3 separate regions of the Mus musculus genome follow, and regions 2 and 3 are each linked to region 1. A link is a contact called in public HiChIP or PLAC-seq data. All regions are on one chromosome and are shown on one strand. The core of a region is the stretch at or near the end of the contact, and the rest is flanking DNA. Distances in the headings are between cores, read along the strand shown. Region 1 overlaps Zfhx3 (zinc finger homeobox 3). Region 2 has its middle 24 kb from the start of Gm35145. Region 3 has its middle 44 kb from the start of Gm35145.

What was found. HiChIP or PLAC-seq counts read pairs in DNA pulled down with a chosen protein or histone mark.
Region 2: an H3K4me3 HiChIP or PLAC-seq map of embryonic basal ganglia shows a contact between it and region 1, with 2.7 times the contacts expected there. The contact joins two enhancer-like sites. A contact is called at or near these places in 2 of 115 datasets of contacts at active chromatin or transcription factors (embryonic basal ganglia and embryonic midbrain) and 2 of 9 other capture datasets (embryonic tail and embryonic trunk).
Region 3: an H3K4me3 HiChIP or PLAC-seq map of embryonic basal ganglia shows a contact between it and region 1, with 3 times the contacts expected there. The contact joins two enhancer-like sites. A contact is called at or near these places in 1 of 39 promoter capture datasets (stem cell-derived epiblast-like cells), 3 of 484 Hi-C or Micro-C datasets (embryonic fibroblasts and embryonic stem cells), 7 of 115 datasets of contacts at active chromatin or transcription factors (differentiating embryonic stem cells, embryonic basal ganglia, embryonic forebrain and 4 more) and 1 of 9 other capture datasets (embryonic stem cells).

Annotation. Positions count from the first base shown.
Region 1 is chr8:108,942,892-108,946,097 of GRCm38.p6, reverse strand. Zfhx3 (zinc finger homeobox 3) reads right to left here. Exons shown (of 10, transcript NM_007496.2): 8 at 894-996. Among named protein-coding and RNA genes, the nearest start is that of Mir3108, 7.6 kb to the right of the region's middle. Within about 2 kb of position 1,512, at least 14 of the 459 cell types and tissues checked have an H3K27ac peak or open chromatin away from gene starts, as enhancers often do. A contact at or near this core is called in embryonic basal ganglia and embryonic forebrain, where this site is marked.
Region 2 is chr8:109,435,495-109,438,700 of GRCm38.p6, reverse strand. It overlaps a transcript of Pmfbp1 not described here. Among named protein-coding and RNA genes, the nearest start is that of Gm35145, 24 kb to the left of the region's middle. Within about 2 kb of position 1,495, at least 33 of the 459 cell types and tissues checked have an H3K27ac peak or open chromatin away from gene starts, as enhancers often do.
Region 3 is chr8:109,415,856-109,419,061 of GRCm38.p6, reverse strand. It overlaps a transcript of Pmfbp1 not described here. Among named protein-coding and RNA genes, the nearest start is that of Gm35145, 44 kb to the left of the region's middle. Within about 2 kb of position 1,636, at least 67 of the 459 cell types and tissues checked have an H3K27ac peak or open chromatin away from gene starts, as enhancers often do. A contact at or near this core is called in embryonic basal ganglia and embryonic forebrain, where this site is marked.

The DNA of each region.
Region 1 (3,206 bases), core at 263-2,762:
AGGCCTGTGTCATAGCATAGACCCAACAGTCTCCTAACTGTATTTAATTCTGAAGCCTCGGTTTCTCAAAAGGTCATCTGAAGGTTACTGGTCTCAAGGGTACCATTCACGCCCACTTTTTTGGTTATAGGAATTTTAGCACATCAGGTCTGTTGTCAGGGGCAGCTGCACTAATGCTGTCCTAAGCTGTGAGGAAGTCCTGCATTTAGGGTTTCAGGATTCTTGAAAGCATTTAGTTTCGTGTTTAATGTGACACCCCTCCCCCCTGGCTTTTACATCACTGTTTCTAGAACCCAGGTCTCTGCTCACGTTAGCAGGAAAGTTAATTATTTAACTGTACTACTTTAAAAAAAAAAAAAGGTTCATCATATCCATAAGTACCCTGGCTCTTCCCAGGTCTCCTTCTAATGTGGCCACGTCACAAGGAAGAGGGCTGGGCCCCGGCAGTGTGAACCTTAGATGCCTGTAAGAGTGTGCTCAAGACTGAGGAGAGCAAAGAACCAGCACGGAGGCCTAAGAGCTATCTCACTACTGCAGCAGAAACGCCTGTGACAATGGTCCTTACAAGCGGTATGTTTAAACAAGGCGATTCCAGAAGACTCCAAGCGTTCTATGCAGAGGTAGTGAGAGAGACAGCTGAGGGATCTCATTGAGTGGCAAGGCTCTAGCAGCCATGTCTTTGGCTGAGTTCACCATGGGGATGTCCATGAGCAAACTGACTACAAGATACTTCCTAAGACCTAAAAGGCCACAGGCTTTGCTGATAAAACCCATCAGCCCCATTCACTTGGGATATACTGTAAAGAATCCCTCAGCCCTTGTGCCCCATGGAGATTTTTGACCAAGAATTCATCTTGTTTCTGGCTGGAGGAATTATGATTAGCGACACTGACCAGGTTGCTTTCCTGCCTCTTCCAAAGTGGAGTTCCCATCTCGGTCCGCAGCGGCAGCAGGGAGGAACATGCTACTAGGCATAACCATCTCAGGAGCGGTCACCTGAGGGGAGAGAGGCAGCGAGACGACAGAGTCAAGGCGCGGGGGAAAACAGACACAAAATACGAAAGGTTTAAAAAGTATTCAATAAGCAAAATTAGCCTTCACCAGCGTAGAAGCTGGAGGTGTCACTTTGCATAGCTCAGTGAAGACTCATGTTTATTAGACAAAGCTCACATCAGTCAAAAGTGTTTCTACGGTTACATTCTGGACATAATTAGCAGTGCACACTTGAAGAGTAATCTTATTATTAATATTTTTCTTTTATGCAGAATTTTGACTTTGATCACTGACAATGTTTTGTCACGGGCTGTGAAACTTCTTGGGCAACCAATTAGGTAGATAAGTTGAAAGGCCCACCTTAAGCTACCGCAAACATAATAAGGGCCCTAATTAAATCATACCTAGTAAAGTACGCGGTAATCTGGAAGCAGGGAGCATTGTAGCACTGTTTTCAAAATGTATTCAGGCGAGGAGAGGAGGGGAGTTGGCGGAGTGAAGGAAAGGGTAAGAGGCAGAAAGGAGAACAAAGGGAGGCTAAGGACGCGCACACACTGGCAGCTTTTCCAGGGAACAACACCGTGTAACCCTTTACAAGCTGACATCAAGCACAAACAAGCAGTTCTTGTGACTCACGTTAAGCCAGAGTTTCGTCTAGAGCCTTTTATGCATGGGGCACACAGCATCAGAGGGAGCGTGTGCCCAGAATCCCAGCAATCCAGCTAATTCTGCACAGCGTTCTACAACGGAAGCCCCCTTCCCTGAGACTGGGCCGTTAGCCCCTAATGGAACATTTCCATAATTAGCCCTAAGATCTAAGTAGCTACATTTTAGGTCAGATCCTCAGACTTTGTGCTCTGCCTCCCTGCTGTGTGGGCCAGAAGCTAGCTCCTATCACAGGCTCTTCTGGATGTGTGACAGTGACAGGCCATGGCAGCCTTCAGTATCCGGGCGAAGAATAAGGACTCTCCATCTAAAGAGTTCGCTAACCTGCAAGAGTTAAAGAGTTCGCTAACCTGCAAGTACAGCTCTCCAGTGGCCACAACCTTAAAAACCAAACAATTCTCCCTTTCCCGGCAAGTGCCCACTACCCATAGCTCCTCAGTCTGCAGGGGGACCTACAGATTGTCTACCTCATTTGGGTGGGGTTGGAGGACGAACTGGGGCATAGGCATGACCATGTCTCATTGTGTACACGTGTGACACTCTGGAAACTAACAGGGGAGTGGGCAGCAATCTCTCTTTGCCACGAGGCAGGAACATTTGACATCGATAACAATTCCAGATGCACTAGAAACTGTCTTTAATTTGACAATGGCTGGAGGAGTAACGGGAGGTGGCATAGTACCTAGCCCCACCCAGAGGCCCTGCTGGACCAATCAGACAAAACTTCACTGCAAGACTAATTTCGCTTGTTTAAACTTAATATTTTAAAAATTATTTGAGAGGTTGTGAGATCCTTGCCTTTCTCAGACAGCTGCTGGCCAAGTCCGCTAGTGTCACCAACAACAGGCTCAACAAGTAGGGGGAACTAGAACAAATGTGGCTGCTGGCCAAAAAGACGACTTCGTATTTAGGTGCACGAGATAGGGTTTTACAGGTCTGGAAACCAGTAGACACAAAACCTAAGCAATAGGCGCTCCAGAGAAGGGTCTTGAGGAGAAGGCCCACCGCGCTAGGCAGAGCAGGTGTGTGGCAGGTGAATGGGAAAGGCATGTGCCCGCCTTCAGACAGCTGCACCACAGTGCATGGAGCCTGCGACAGACAGCTGCTGTAGAGCTAGCTAGCTGAATTGCCCAGAACAGAGTGGGGACTGCCAAACTCGTTCTATTTTCTCCTTAATAGAAAGCATTTCTGACCAGTGTGGTTGGGGAGTCCAGCGGGAATCCAAGAAGTGAAAGGTCACCGATTAATTTATAGTCTTCAGCCTCTTCAGCCGAGGGGGAGCACGAGGTGGGGGGTAAGAGGGAGAGAAAGAGAAGGAAAATAAAAAGAGCCCCCCCACACACCTTTTTTCTCAGTTGTAGCTGCAGGATCAGTCCTTTTGGGGGATCTTTAGGAATTATGAAAAAATGAATCATGAGAAGTAAAAAAAAAAAGCCCTACAGAGTAAAAAAGAATAAAATTATCTCTCACCTCAGCCGTGCATCATTATAGAAAACCGTGGGCTTTTTCTAAGCGTTACAGTAAGGCAGACATCCTCTCCAACAGAC
Region 2 (3,206 bases), core at 246-2,745, 490 kb before region 1:
GGCCACGCCTCCTAAGAGTACCACTTCCTATGGGCCAAGCATATTCAATCTACCATTGGGACTGGCTCACTGACTGAATGAGCATGTATCCGCTGCCTCACAGGAGACTTCCATGTCCGAAGCTCATGGTTGCTGCTTGAATGGGGATCTTCATCCAGATGGGGATAGTGACACTGAGCCCCAGAGGCCACTGGGAAGATTCAGACAGCTCAGCTACTGTGGACGGAGGTTTGAGACTGGTGTTCCACACAAGGGGAGGGACAGAGTACAGATGAACAATGTACAGAGTACTGAGTTATGAACAATGAGGTGACAGGGGCAGAAAGCATCTACGGAGGAGGGCAGGAAACACGTGCTGCGCGGACAGGTCACGTGGATCCAGGTTTCCGTTGATATATAGCCTCTTTCATTAAAGCCCAAGGAAGGGCACACTGACATCACTCCAAAGAGTTGAACTAGTGAAGAAAATAAAAAAGTGACTCTAAACCTGGCCGTTTAGTTTTAATATTGTAATACGTAGACCACTGCATGATGGGAGAAATGCACCCTCATATTTTGCTATTGGAAATAACCTGGCCCGGCCCTTTAGATTAGGAAATAATTCGGAAATATGTATCAGAAGGCTTAAAAGGGATTGTATTCTTTAAAGCAATACCAATTTCTTAGACTGCTTTACCAAAAAAATAAAAATAAAAACAAAAACAAAAACCCTTGCTTTAAAAAAAAAAAGCGCCGTACAGAGATTCATCACAGGATATATGTGAGTCTTAGCTTAGATGCTTAGCACGGTGGAATGGTTTCGTAACTTTTGATATACCTACCGAGGAGAATATTAAGCAGCCGTGAAAATGATATTTAAAATGGATTTGCTGTTTGTTTTAAGAAAGAATTGATATTCAATACCGTCACAAATATATAAAACGAACTAGAATGCCCACAAACAGGAAAACACAGAGAAAGAAGCAGCACAATTTAAATAGGGCCTATCTATACTTTTTAGACTGCCTTTGGCCAGTATTATTAACCCATTATTTTGAAAATTTTCTATAGAAATCTTTAATGACTATTAATCAGCAAACAGTCTCTAACAAAGACGGACTGAAGCCTGGTGCCGGCTTATTGTAGCTTTGAAAAGGGATCAGGGAGGGCTGGACAATGGCATGCTTGTCACAGTAAGGTAGCCTGGCCGGGATGAGATGCTCTGAGGCCTGCAGAGACCTCTGGGGACACAAGGCTCTGAACACATACATCCCGTGAGCTGTTTTCCCACGCCCCTCCCTTACATCCCCTGCTCGCAGAAAGGACGGGGTACCAGGTACAAGTACCCTCTCAGTGTTTCACTCAGAGCTGCTGCTTCCAGAACTCTCCATTTCCCAGAAACCCTGCCTTGTCCCTCCTTTGCTAGCTTTAGTTTCTCAGATTCCAGAGCCCGGAGACAGCAAGAGTGGGGGGAGGGGAGCAGGGAACACGTGATTGCCGCCGAGACACGCCCTAAGCCCATAATGTCTGAAAGGTTAAGCAAAGACAGAGATGTGAAGAGGGAAGACTCTCCATTCAACAATAATCGCTCCCCTCATCCCTTCCTAAAATGGGAAGAAAGGGTTGCGAGGTGACATTAGGCACTTTAAAATATGCAAAATTAGGAGCTGTGCAGACCTCATTAACACCCGCCTCCAACATCATTAAGATGTTTCCAAGAAAATTAATTGAGAGACTCATTAAAAATAAATTAAGAAAAATGTGTTGCAGAGCGCCCGTATTCAGCTCATAAATCACAGCTCAGAGCTCCGGCCCGCTGCTCCAGCAATTAACTCCAACCGATTTGTTTTATCCTGAGTGTGAAAATTAGAAAGCAGACGTGGAGATTAGATTAGGGACGTCTGTCAAGCGGAACTTGGAGTGAATATTTTAGATTACAAAATGGAAACCAGGAAAACAAAGAAAGCAGAGATTTCATACCGAGGAGTTTGTCCGTGAAAAGGGACTGGCGGATGAAGGGGGTTGGAGGGAGGGCGTGGGGGGGGGGGAGGGAGAAGCTGTGAGAGAAAAGAACAGATGTTTATATTATAAGTCTAAATAGATACTCGTGGCAGGAGAGACATAAAATAGAGGGTCCTTGATGTCACTTACATACGTATGCCATACTTTCATGTTGAGACATTCATTCTTATCACTCCAAACAGTTCCGGGTCTGAGTATGGGATCCATCTTCCTCCGTATGAAAAGAAATACACTAACTTCTCTTTGTGTTTCTTATTCCATAGTCAATAGCCAACAGTTACCTGGGGTTTCTAGTTTTGTTTCTGTTGCTGCAACAAACGGCCGGGTCAAAAGCAACTTGGAGGAGGCAAAGGGCATATTCAGTTTACACGCCCAGTTCACAATCCACCATTGAGGGAAGTCAGGGTGCAAACCATGAAGGAATTTGGATTATTGGCCCTCAGGCTCAGTTAGCTTCCTTATATAGCCCAGGACCACTGCATAGGGGATGGTACCGCCCACAGTGGGCTGGGCCCTCCCACATCAATTAGCAATTAAGGAGACACTGCACAGACTTGGCCACTTCTGTAACTGAGCTTCCTTCTTCCCAGATAATGCCAGGTTGTGATGAGCTGACAGTAAGAGCTATTCAGGAGATGGAGTAGTTAGCAGGCCTCTTGCTGGTTTCACACATGTATGCCATTCTAGTTAAAGTTCACAACTCCAAAACAGAGAGTCAATTTATAAGTTATGGAACCAGGGCTGGAGCGATGGCCCAGTGGTTAAGAGCACTGACTGCTTTTCCAGAGGTCCTGAGTTCAATTCCCAGCAACCACATGGTGGCTCACAACCGTCTGTAATGGGATCTGATGCACTCCTCTGGTGTGCTTGGAGATAGCAACAATGCTCTAATATACATAAAACAAGAAAATAAATCTTAAAAAAAAAGTTACAGAAACTGATGCCCAAGGTAAAGTGTGAGCTTGGGGGATTATGTTGGGTTTGCAAACCTTGTGCTTTACTCTGAATCTGGTGAAGCCATCTGTGGCAGGTTTTTGTTTTTGTGTTTTTTCCAGTCAGCTTCTTTTTTGTTTTTGTTTTTTTTTTTTTTTTTTTCATTCTTTTCTTTCTTCCTTCCACAAATGTTTACTGTAAACTGCCAGGTGTGGTGCCGGGCTGGAGAGATGGAGTGGTGGCTTCCTCGGGTTTAGGAAGATGGGTACTGG
Region 3 (3,206 bases), core at 387-2,886, 470 kb before region 1:
TACATGTATGTTCTTTCCCATCTTGCTTTTTTAAAAAATTTTAATTCATACTATGTTTCATTTCATTCCTGTATTTCAAGATTATAAATGTGCGACTCTCTGGGGGTTTTTCTTTCTTCCTCCGGGTGTCTTTGCTGGAATCATGACTAGCCACGCTGCCGAGGGTGCGTGGCAACAGAAATGTGTGCCGAGCTGAGAGAAAGGACCTCGGCATTAGCCTGGCACCTGCTGACCTCTGACTGAGTGTCACAGGACAAGTCACTTTTCTGCCATCTTACTACAATTAGGACTGTACCAAATGACCTCTAAGGACTTGCTTACAGCTCAAATACTCTCTGGCTTTTAAATCTTCTTTTATGTGCACTATAACAGCCATGCAGCAACGACAAATTTTCTTCATGTGCCTATTTTATAGCCATTTTATGGGATTATAGCATATGTGTGCTCATATGTGTGTGCGCTTATATGTGTGTCTCTCTGTTACCCCCCCAACACACACACACACACACACACACACACACACACACACACACACACACACAGAGGATTAGTGGTAACCACTGTAGATAATATAAGTGTAATAATCTGTAAATACAACTTGTACACAGAGGATGCCAGGGTATTTAGATGCCTCTGTTGGAGAACACATGTAAGCATCCATCACAGGTATAAAATAGCATCCTCTGAAATGCCATTTCTTCCTTCCCCCAGGACAGATAAAGCGCCTGCAGACTCTCCGACCAGCCACTGAAACAGCCATGAAAAACCTCACGCTTTTCTAAAGCAGGACAAAGCTTTGAAGCTTCAGCGTCTGCTCCCCAGCATCCCCTGGCTGTGAGGAGGACAGCATTTCCCTAGTCAAAACAGCCTGGCTCTATTTATAGTGCTCACGTCTCCAGATAATAAACGGAACTCGCGGGCTATGCTCAGATCGCCTTCCTTCAGCCACCCCACCACTTAGCACAACGCCCACAATGAAAAACAAGGTCTACAATTTGGAGCCGTGGCTCTAGTTAATTACCTCAGAGGAGACAATGACCACCCTATACTTGAAGAGCCAAAACCCGGAAAGAGTGTCTGATACCCTTTGTTTGCCTTGGGTTTTTAGCATCCCTCTGGCTAGTTCACTGGGCTTGGTGGGTTTTTTGTTTGTTTGTTTGTTTGTTGTTGTTGTTGTTGGGGAGTAGGGTGGGTATTTCTTTAAATGATTCTAGAAATATCTCATCTCCGTGGTTGGAGAGAGGCTGTGTTCATCAGCTAGGTAATGTTCTTAGCAGATAGCGCTTTAAGTAAGGACAGCAGACAATACAGCTTCCACGGAGACTACTACAATTCCCTTCTATTCTTTTTCAAATGTTAAGTTTGTATTAGGTTATTTAATAGACCACAATATATTCAGTAGGTACAGAATCCATGGCCCCAAATGGCTGCGTTTTAATTCTATCCTTCTAGTCTGTTTTAACTAAGACGTTTTCTCCTGTGCATATAATCTTCATTATCATAGAAGTTATTTTTAATTTATAATTAACATAGTCTCTGTCTCATCATGTATGCCTTGATCGACTTGGACCCTCCAGACACATCTTATCTGGTACCACGTTGGCTGGGTCCTGCAGTTCTCCAAACATACAGTAGGTGTCTATCTTAGCCTTCCTTATCCCTTCACTTTCTTTTCTAGTCCCTGACACTGGGATATAGTGCATAATTCCAAAATGGCAGCTTTTTGAAAATTCACCTTGATTATCAGACATTAAAAGTGACTCATCCCGCAGTGACTGTCTGGCAGAAGGGATAGGATCAGACAGCAAGACAATGAGGGGACTGGGAACATTAGCGCACTAGATTACAGAGCCATCAAAAATACCTTTGTTCTGTCAAAGATCCAATCATTTGCTAGTTGTGTTCTGTGGAGGAGAAAGAAGGGGGGAAAATCCACCAAACAAACAAACAAGAAAATTCATCTGAGAATTAAAAACCTCCTCAGATCTCTTTATCCTAAGTGGGGAAGGGACGTAGCTGATGATCCATTTCAAGAGCAGGCAAGGTGGAGCTGCGTCTGAGCGGGGAATCTGTATGTAGCAGCTTTTCCCCTCAGTAGCCATCACACTTTGCTTATGACCTTCTGCCCTTTGCGTCTCCGGAAGAGCGGAAACTGCCAAGTTCAACAGGGCTTGGTTTTGTCTGTGTGTCTGTACTGAGCCTGACTCACGGTGGAACAGTTAGAAGGAATGATCGCACAATTAGAGCGTTTTCATTCAAAGCGCAGCTTCTGATTTCCATCACGGTATATTAGAAAGCTAAGCAAGACATGTGTGATGGGCTAGAGGGGCAGATGCTGAGGGAAGCTGTTGGCAGCAGGCTTTCCACAAGCATCCAAACAGGCGTCTGTAAAATAGCAGAAGGAGCCTCGCAGAGACCGTGGATTCTGTATCAAGCATGTATGTGTGTCTCTGTGTTCAAGGGGGAGAAGGGACTGGGTGGGCAGTAGTGTCCTTTTCAGGGAGCCCTTCTTAGGGAGCTGCCCAGGCAGGTGAGAGGAGAGTGAGATGTCCTGAATCTCGGAGCTTCTCATCCCCCAAGAGACGGAGAGGCCAGATGGGACGTGGGTGTCTGGCTTCCTTCTCCCTTTCTTAAAAAAAAAAAAAAAAAAAACCAAAAAAAACCCACAATTTCCATCATTTGTCTATGAACTCAGAGGAGGAGTTTATCAGTCATGGAAAATGCCCCAAAGGGGCTCAGATCAAAGGCAGACTTTGAAATGTGTACTTAGGTGGATCTCCCTGCCAAATACATTAATGTGATTAAAACACAAATTCCATTGGCAGTTATTCCATCTGTTTAGGTGATGTTGGTTGGCAGTGCCATGTACCGGTCAATGGTGGCCTTTTACAGAGGAGTGCCGAGTGAATTTAAATGCTCTGCCGCACACGGATGCTACCTGCCGCGCTCTGGGAGGATTTGGAGGTCTTATTTGCTGGCAGGGCAGGGGAACCAGCTGCTGTCACACCACACAGGGATCTAGTGATAAGAATGGCTTCCTGTTCACTGCCGTCTCGCAAATGGATTCGTGAAAACAACTCGTTGTGATTTTCTAGGTGTGGTTGGTACACGGGGGCTTGCTACTTCTTGTATCCTCCCCCCTCCCCATTCTTATTTCTGCCTTCAGGTACAGAGCACCTCCATGACCACCCCCACCCCATTTATTA